2 separate regions of the Anas platyrhynchos genome follow, and region 2 is linked to region 1. The links are chromatin contacts, called in public Hi-C maps. All regions are on one chromosome and are shown on one strand. The core of a region is the stretch at or near the end of the contact, and the rest is flanking DNA. Distances in the headings are between cores, read along the strand shown.

The links. Hi-C and Micro-C count contacts between places; a contact is called where the count stands out from the background.
Region 2: a contact with region 1 is called in a Hi-C map of liver, with 2.3 times the contacts expected there. The contact joins the enhancer-like site here to the promoter of ZMAT4 in region 1. A contact is called at or near these places in 3 of 8 Hi-C or Micro-C datasets (liver, skeletal muscle and subcutaneous adipose tissue).

What each region holds. Positions count from the first base shown.
Region 1 is chr23:366,563-370,966 of IASCAAS_PekinDuck_T2T, forward strand. It overlaps ZMAT4 (zinc finger matrin-type 4), which reads left to right and starts at 2,954. Exons shown (of 7, transcript XM_005029474.6): 1 at 2,954-3,122.
Region 2 is chr23:438,985-443,426 of IASCAAS_PekinDuck_T2T, forward strand. No RefSeq gene overlaps it. Among named protein-coding and RNA genes, the nearest start is that of TCIM, 35 kb to the right of the region's middle. Within about 2 kb of position 1,662, at least 1 of the 8 cell types and tissues checked has an H3K27ac peak or open chromatin away from gene starts, as enhancers often do.

The sequences.
Region 1 (4,404 bases), core at 1,704-4,203:
GAACTAAGTAATCCTTAAAAAAAAAAAAAAAAAAAAAAGGAAGAGATTTAAGAAATATCTCTTCCCTGGATGGCAGGTGCAGGTGTATCATTGCAAATATTGTCTGATCTGCCCTTCTTAGCACTGAAGTATCTGAGGCTCCAGGTGGCAGCTCTGAGGAGTTTGTGTCAGTTTTGGAGGCTTAGATGCATGGCTTAAACCCCTAACTGTTAAGGAGCATTTGCAGCTAAAAAGCCAAACAGGATCGTGAGGCATCACAGCTTGAACAGTTTGTAAAACTACTGCCAGGCAGATTAAGCTGGAAATAGAAAAATTGCTGGTGAGGTCCTTTGGGTGATTTAAAGAGCATTTTACTTCTTAGGTGAGTGTTCCAGACACCCAGCAGCAAAAGTGCAGCAATGTGGCTCAGCCACTTTGTACAAGCAAGATCCCTGAGACCTTCTAAAAAGTGTGGTTAACAGAAACAAATCAAACTAAATCAACTTGCTTCTTAAAGGCACCACCTTGCTGAGACCATCAGTTACACAGTGTGAGGGATTGGAAGGGACCTTGAAAGATCACCCAGTCTGATCCCCCTGCCGGAGCAGGAACACCTCCATCAGATCACGCAGGAACGCGTCCAGGTGGGTTTTGAATGTCCGCAGAGGAGACTCCACAAACCCACAGACAGCCTGTTCCAGCGCTCTGTCACCCTCCCATTTAAGCGGAACCCCCTGTGTTCCAGCTTGCGCCCGTTGCCCCTTGTCCTGTGACTGGATGTCGCTGAGAAGAGCCTGGCTCCGTCCTTACAGCCCCATCATCACAGCTTCACTGCAGGAACCTGGGCATGCTCGTGCCCCATGTACCACTCAGACCTGGCAGTTGCTCTCTTCCGTATGCAATATATGCTTTCTGGCAAGAAATATTACTTAAGATAGAGCATTTTTATCCGGCTCTGGCAAAGGTGCTAGACAGCAGAGCTCTGTCGTGCGGAATGGCGGAGGTCTGTAATCTCTTTGATTAGCCAAATGTTCACAAAGGGAACAAAGTATGCTCATTTTTACCTGGCTTTGGAAGTAGAGGCATAAAGAAGCCTGTGTCAGCATGCAGGACAAGTGGGTGTGCTGCAGTTCTTCCAGGCCCTCTGCTGCCTTGAGCAGCGCAGGCCTTTGAGGCACTCAGCACGTTGGTCCCTGCGAAGGCGCGTGCCGGGAATAGGACAGGCAGGGCAGAGCAGAGCAGAGCCATGTTAGCTGCCTTTCTCCTGGCTGTCTGCATGTGCGTCATGGGCTGTAAATATCACCTGCCAAGGCTGGAAGCAGAACCTCTCTGCCCCATCGCGTCCTCATTTCCTACTTAGCAAGTGCTAAGGAATTGCCCTGACACGAGCAACGATGCCATCAGACCAGGGTGATTCAGCTCGTCACCTGTGCTGAGCAAACCCTGTTAATTATGGAGCTTTCAGAGCTCTCCATCTTTCTTCTGTCACTCTGTAAAAATTCTGTTCTTTAGATCTTATTTCTCTTGCTGCTTTCCTCCTTGTCGCATCCAGGTGCCCTTCTTACAGAGTAACAGGAGGGATGCTGGTTGGGGGTTACCTCAAAGAGGAATTGGACTGCAGTGGAAAGAGGTGGACAGGCAAACGTGGGCACTGATCGTCCCTGTGGTGGGGGATGTGGGAGGGCAACATCTGCGTTGGTGACGCCAGTGCTTGGGTTTGACGTGATGTAGCAGTCTTGTATGGTGCTGAGGAATGAACTCGTACCACTACTTCACATGTCCTCTAAAACCAAACGGGCTAGCATGTCTCTGCCCCACCTTAGTGAGTTTTTCTGTCTTGATGAACTGGCAAAAAATGTTTTCAACTTCTCAGATATTTCATGCAGAAATGAGCAATCACTGCTCCGAGTGTCATTATAACATTGTTGTGTATTTGAGGAGTTCTGATTTTAAATACAAATCAAAATAGCAAGAGATTTCTGATATTTTTAAAGTGTATTTTCTAAGTCTCCAAATTAATTGGCCTGTGAAATACAACAGGAATTACCAGGCATCAAAGAGAATATTTATGAGCTGCTGAGAAGGCAGAGGGATAAACAGCGGTTTGAGGACTACCCTTAGCTTTCTGATACTCTCCCAAGTCTTGTGCAAGCCAAACAGTCTCTGGTCTCAGATGGGCAAAGCTGTGGGGAGGGACTGTGAGCATTCAGAGCTGCCAGTGCTGCTGGTCACCCGTGAGGCACCTCTGGGCTTGGGCACAGTCCCCGGGTCCCATCACACAGGCTCCCTGCAGTGTGTGGGGTCGGCTCCTTGCCGATGCTGCAGCTGCTCCAGCTGGAGAAGCTCCCGTGCTGGCAAATGAGGTGCCTGCCGAGTCAGCCAGGTGGGAGCAGAACCCCCCCGTGGTATCCAGCCAGTCCTCAGCACCCTTTCCCCTTAGGAGCAGAAAGGAGGAAGGGGAGACAATGTCACCTCCAGTTACTGCTTGGGAAAGCTGCTCCTGCCCTTCATCTCTGTGTGCGGGGCTTGCCTCCTGTGGTAGCCCAATGGTACGTGTGGCAGGAGCCTGCGGTGCAAGGTGTGTTTGCTGCATAAACCCAGGGTACTAAAATAAGTGCGTCATCTGCAAAAGTGTGAAACTGGAATTAAATATATTTCCCCTGGAGCCTGCGATATCCTTCACAGCCTCTGCCCTACAAATCAGATTTGCACATCCTTATATTCTCGTAGTAAGGAAAATCCCTCCCAGGTGCTTTGATTTGGGCTGCACCACGTGAAGCTGGGCAGCTCTGCCTCCCCCTGACCTGCCAAGCCTGCCCCAAGACCAGGGCCTGCCTTGGGCCGTGGAAATTGGTTCTGGGGAAGCTCCTGATGATAGTAGGAGCTGGATCCGGAGGGAGGCTGCTGAGGCCAGTGCAGCCTTGCAGAGCACCACAGAGCCAATCGCTGCTGCTAGGGGTGGAGCTGGAGCTCCAGCAGATGATCGCCGAGTGCCTTTCCAGCACAGTTGGTCTGGACGGCTGCGAGATCTGGTCGCGGGGAGAGGAGAGCTGCAATTGCAACTCCAGTGTGCTCCTTCCCCGGCAGCATCGCTGGAGCAGCTGCGATATCCTCTGTGCGCCAGCCCCACCAGCGACACGAAGGTACTGCCCCCTCCCTCCCGGCTTGTGTGCTGCTTGTTGCTTGGATCTGTGTTGATTAGAGTTGGAGGAAAGTTTATTGGGAAATCAGAGCTGTGAGGTAACAGTGCTTGTGGGAGAGCAGTGGGAGGTGATGCGCTGCGCTGCCGGGATGAGGTGCCAGGTGCAGGAGGCGGCTGGGGCGGTTTCGGTGCTGCAGGCGCCGCTGCCACAGCAGAGCCTGGGCTCGGGGGCCAGCCTGGCACCCGCTGCGCTGCCCTCGTGCCGCGGGGGGAGGTCAGAGGTGGCTGGCACACGGTGTGCTCGTGATTCGGATGCCTGCCGGCTGTCAGGGTGCTTTCCTGGTGGTGGTTTTAGTGAGCGAGGCATCCACCTGTTAGCAGGTGGCCAAAGCCGAGCGGGCCCCTTGGCGAGGGCTTCCCCAGTGAGGCAGCTCCCAGGCTGGGTGGCCAGTGGGAACTCGGGGTGCTTTTACCGAAAGGTCTTTGTGCAGCATTTCCCACAGCCCTGCTTGGGAAAGCAAGCTCCTCGGGCTGCAGGTGGAAGTGTGGATAGCTGCAGATGCAGGAAAACAGCTTATTCTCTCTGCTGCTTGTGAAGTTTGGAGAACTTCCCGAGCGAGCCCCACTTAGAGAGCAAAAGTGGGTTTCCAGGGAGGTAGCTTGGGGCTGGGGCTGCTGACCCTGGGGCAGCCCCGAACAGGCTCATTGCAGCAGCCCGCAGGGAAAGCAGCTGCAAACTTATGCCGGTGGCTGCTGCTGGAGAAGGGGCTCGGTCTGTGTCCCCTGGGGCTGGCTGACCACACGTGTTGCACCAGGGCTGTCCATAGGTCCAAGAGCCTGAGCTCTGTCCGTCCCTCATACAGCACGAGCCAGGTGCCTGCTGTTTGGGGCTGCCTGAAAGATCTTTTGTAATGACTCCTGAGACGTCTGAATTGCTGGTGATCCATACCCATTGACTAGTAATACCCGACCTGAGCAGTGCCTGTCAGCTCCTGATGGGATCTCCCTGATCACTGCCCTTCAGGCAGCCACATGCTCCTTTTGCCCTCCTCTGGTGCTGGAGTGACCTTAGTGTGCGTCACTGGGCGCAGAACAAGGTTTGCGAAGCCTTGAGTAGACAGTAAAAAATCACCAGTTTGCATTTTCTGCATGAGGTTGTGCTGTTGGCTCTCGTATGAGCACGTGCTATCCATCTGCAAAACACAAACAACCGTCCCTGAAATGTGAGAGGGGAACGCAGGGGAGCCATGGGGCACAGCTGAGCTGGAGTGGGGTGGCGGGGG
Region 2 (4,442 bases), core at 412-2,911, 71 kb after region 1:
TTCCTATGACAGAGTGCGGATGACGCACCTCTGTCTGTGTCACTAACGAGCCCTGTACTCTGTCCTGGCATTTCTGTGGGCTGAATGTGCTGTTATTTCTGAGGCTGCATCAGACAGTCAGCCTGGGCCATTAAATATCTCCTGGCTCTTTTCCTCCCAAACTTTATCTCATTTTTCTTGGCCAGGTAATTCATCCTGCAGTTTCAATTGGACAGCAAGTGTTTTTTCACTTAGTGTTTTTCCTTTCTCATTTCCTTATAGACCAGCAGTGGCCACACATCAGGAGCTGCTGCAAACCCTGGTGGACTGGGGATGTGACTGTGCAATGAAAGGCCCTGTGGAAATCCAGAGTATTTTGGCAGTGCTTTCACACACACCACATGGGCACTGGAGGTCATGGTCCTGCAGCTTCTGCACTGAATAGCACCATGCAGGGCGGTGATGAACAGGACTGGCTAAGGAGAAAAGCTTTTTGCTTGAAAAGATGCAGAATTGTTTCACTTGCTGCTGTCCTGCCATCTTGCTCAGTCATTAACCTCGTCCTGATGAGGGATCGCTGTGCTTGTGAGCGCAGCTGGCCCCAGCTGCGTCAGGCTCATTAGCACCAAGGGTGCCATAAAGGTGCTGAGCCCGCAGGTTGCCCTCAAGGCTGGCAGGCAGGGCTCTGGCTGGCAGTATGGGGTCTGGCTGGCAGGAGGGGAAGGGGCCCTGGCTGTGGGGCTGCTTTGAAGGGGTGTGGGGTTGGAGGTGATGGGCTATGGGCACAGTCCCGGTGCCAACCACACGCAGCAGGGCCTTGGCCAGGGCTCTGTAGCCCCCTAGGAGCAGGGGATGGGCTGTGCCTTGTTGGGGGGTCAGCAGGACAAGAGGGCCTCTGGGCACTGCACTTGGCGAGCTGGCCTGGCAGTCCCAAGGCTTTGTTAGCAAGCCAGCAGCACACACCTTCATCCCGAGACCTGCAGTCACTCTGCACTCAATACAAGCCATGCTCTAAATAGTCCATGAAGCTGCTCCCAGGTCTGTGCACTAAACGTGAGGTGCTGCAGCCAAACGCTGTTAGGGCTGGAAGCAGTGAGTGACCCAGACCTGAGCGATTATGGCTCAGTGACTGCCTGGCTGGGAGCATTAATGGGGCTGGCGAGGGGCTCCTTGGGCTGAGAGGAGCCAGAAACCTGCTGGGAATTGTGGAGGAAGCAAAAGCCTGCAGGTCCTGAGCAGATACCAGTGTGAAGTCTGTGACTGCACTGGAACAAATGAGGCCTTGTGAGTAACTGGTATTATTATTATTATTTTATTGTTGCTGTTTTTCTTATAGTTCTAATGTCCACAAACATCTTGTGCTTGAGCTGTTTTGCCTCGTAATTTCTTAGCAATGTTTGCTCTTCCTTTTATTTGGGGACTTGCTGCACTAAAGGTGAAGTAATTTGTGCTATGTTCAGTTAGGATTGTTAGTGAGGACAGAATGTTCTTTTATCCATCAGCACAAGAGAATTTTCTCTAGCAGATGCTTTTGGCTGTCTTTTTTTTTTTTTTTTTTTTTTTTTTTTTTTTTTTGTGTGGCAAGCACTATTAAAACTGAGGCATCCTTGTATTAGCGTGGACAAGGGCATCCTGTGCCATTGAAGCTGTGGGCTCTTGGCATGCAGTACTGTTTGTAGTAGGGTCTGGAAGCTCTACACTGCTCAGGGAGAGGCAGCCCTGAGCACGTGAGATGGGCACCAGGGATGTGCTGAGTACAGTACCAGTGCAGCACCAGGGAAGTGCCCAGGAGCAAACCCTGCCCCAGCACAGGGGAGAACCTGCAGGGAGCAGTGGCTGTGTGGCACAGCTGGAATGCTGTGGAAGTGTGCAAAATGTGGCCAGAGTCATTGCACAGAATAAAGCACCTAGACATGTGCTTTCCAAGCCGTGAACCTGCTCAAGTTTTTGCCTTAACACTGCAAAAAATATTTTGCATGTTCAACATTGCTGTAAGAGTTGCGACAATGTTTACAATCGTGATTAGTCAAAATCTCTGCCAGAAATATTTTAAGTGACAGTTTTATAAAATCATTTTCTGCTTTCATTACACAGGAGAAAACCCCATGGTTCACTAGGGACTCCTGCAATGGTCATAGGTGTGAGGAGAAATGCTCATTAACTTGCTCATCTCCCCCGAGCGTGCACAACAGATTGTCTTCCAGGCACTAAGCTGGCACTGGCAATTCTGCTGGGCTTGTGCTGGAAAGACAGAATAAACCTGGAAAAGACAGAATAAAACCAGGAAACTCCTGTATGGAACATTTATTAATTTGTCTGTCTCCACCACCAGTAAATGCACTGCAGAACTTCTGACAGAAACTGTGGCTCAGTTAGGAGGGTACAGCTGAGAGCACCATGAATTAAAATTGAGGATGAATTACAGATGGCTAGGGAAATCCTAACACAAGTAGAGGCAGGAGACCTGATTACTTCCCACTTCTCCCAGCTCATGCAGGTTAGTCTGTTCTGAGTGCCTCCTGCAGCAACTGCTGAGCCATGCTCGTGCTCTCCAGTGTGAGTAATGTCTGTTTGCTGTACTTTAGCTGCTTTAGCTTTGGCCAAATAAAATCAAATATCTCCTTTTGACTGTAAGATGCAAGGACTGGTTAGCTGGAGCTATCCACTCTGCCTAACAGCCAGGTTTTTTAGTGTTAATTACCTCCTGCAATAAATTAACCTGGTGCTATTTGTGTAACAAGTCAGGTGAGAGGGGGAGGTGTCTGAGGCTGACCAGATGAGAGCTCATTCCACTACCTCCCGAGGAGTTTCTGGCAGTGGGCACAGAAAGGAAGCCAAGGCTGCAGGATTAGCAAATCCTTGCATGTTGTTTGGAAAGGCACTTGAATTTGCAGTGACAAACCACACAACCTCTCCTGAGAATCTGTTTGGGGCTGCTTTGCTCTTTCCCTTAAAATTCTGTTTTCCCTGTGCCTAGCTTGTGCTGTCTTTGCCATGGATTGAATTAGTCTGAAGTGCATGTGGGTAGTAAATGCATTATTTTTTGCTTCGTCCTTTTCTGTATTTGAGGATTTAGCACATCTCCTCTGCCTACCCTTCTCCAGACTGAATGGTCCCATTCAGTAGAACACAATGCAGTCAGAAGGCTGTGGATCTAAGGTGTGCTGCTCTGGTGACGTGTCCTGAAAATGTCCAGTGCTGCGTTCCTCTGCAACGTCTCGGCTGATGCACATATGTATTCTGCGGGGGGGGATCTGAAGTGGCAAACCTGCACTTCTTTAAAATATTCTCCTTGCAGCTAGTTTTTCAGTGTCTGTTTCTCCTTCTGGCCTTTCCTCTGCAATTAGAAGTGCTTTGCTGAGATGTCTTTAATGCTTGCTAAATTACCTCGTTTGTTTTGCTGTTGAAATGGATCTGTTTGCTAACACACACTGCTTATTGCTCTACAGTAGCAGGGGCTCTAGCTTTTGGCAGTTTTTTCAATGCTGTTTTTTTTACACAAGTGGGTTCCTAAAAATATTTCCTGCATGTAGATAGTACCTCTACTGTATGAATTCAGATTATGGGTTTGATTAGGTGTTAGAACTGAAAGTTGCTGGTTGCATTTTCATTTGAATTGAGCTGGGCTGTAAGAAGGCTCCATTAATGCTTACTGGTTTCTAGGCATTGAAGTTTGCAAATCTGTCTAAAACTTGTCCATGCAGCAAAATGAGTTTCTGCAGCCTGGCTCAGTCTGCGCCTCCGCAATCCATTACAACTAATGCTCCCCGTCCCCCCTTAACTTCCAAAAGCATTTATCCTGCTGTGTAGAAAGCTGCTGCCTTTTGTTTTATTCTTATCGAGCCTGGTGCATCCTTTACAGATAAGTGGTCTGAAACTAATACCATATGGGTGCTAGTAGTGCAGCCACCCCTGCTGGTAGGAAGTTGGGAGAAAAGGAAATGTGTGTGTTTTAATAAATGCTCCATGTCATGAGCAGAAACAGAGTTAGTTTGTCTTAAGAAGCTCCCTGTGGCTTAAGCACATATTAATGGCAGCAAAAAACAAAACAAAACAAATTGAAATCTCTGCTGCTGTAGGGCAAAATCCCACTGACTCTTCTTGGTGGAGGCACAGGAACGCTCTTGGGGCTGTGCTGCAGGACTGCGGTGCCCTGTGTGCAAGGGGCTGTTTGCTTGGTGGGCGTGCAGCAGCAGTAATGTGAGGGGAAGCAAATTGCTAATCAGAAGCCAGTCACCCAGCAAGGTGGTAGAAAGTAGCTAGAGAGAGCACAGAAGAAGTACTTGGTATGTGACACTAAGGTTTATTTTTCTACTGTACAAATTGAAAACAGGAACACGAGCCTAAGATCCCTCAGGAAATAGCAGTAGGTATTTGTGTTGGTATGTATTCATTATCTGCCTTGCAGGTGTTCATGTCTTTAGCCTGGAAATACATTCCCTGACCACTAATGAACTTTAGCT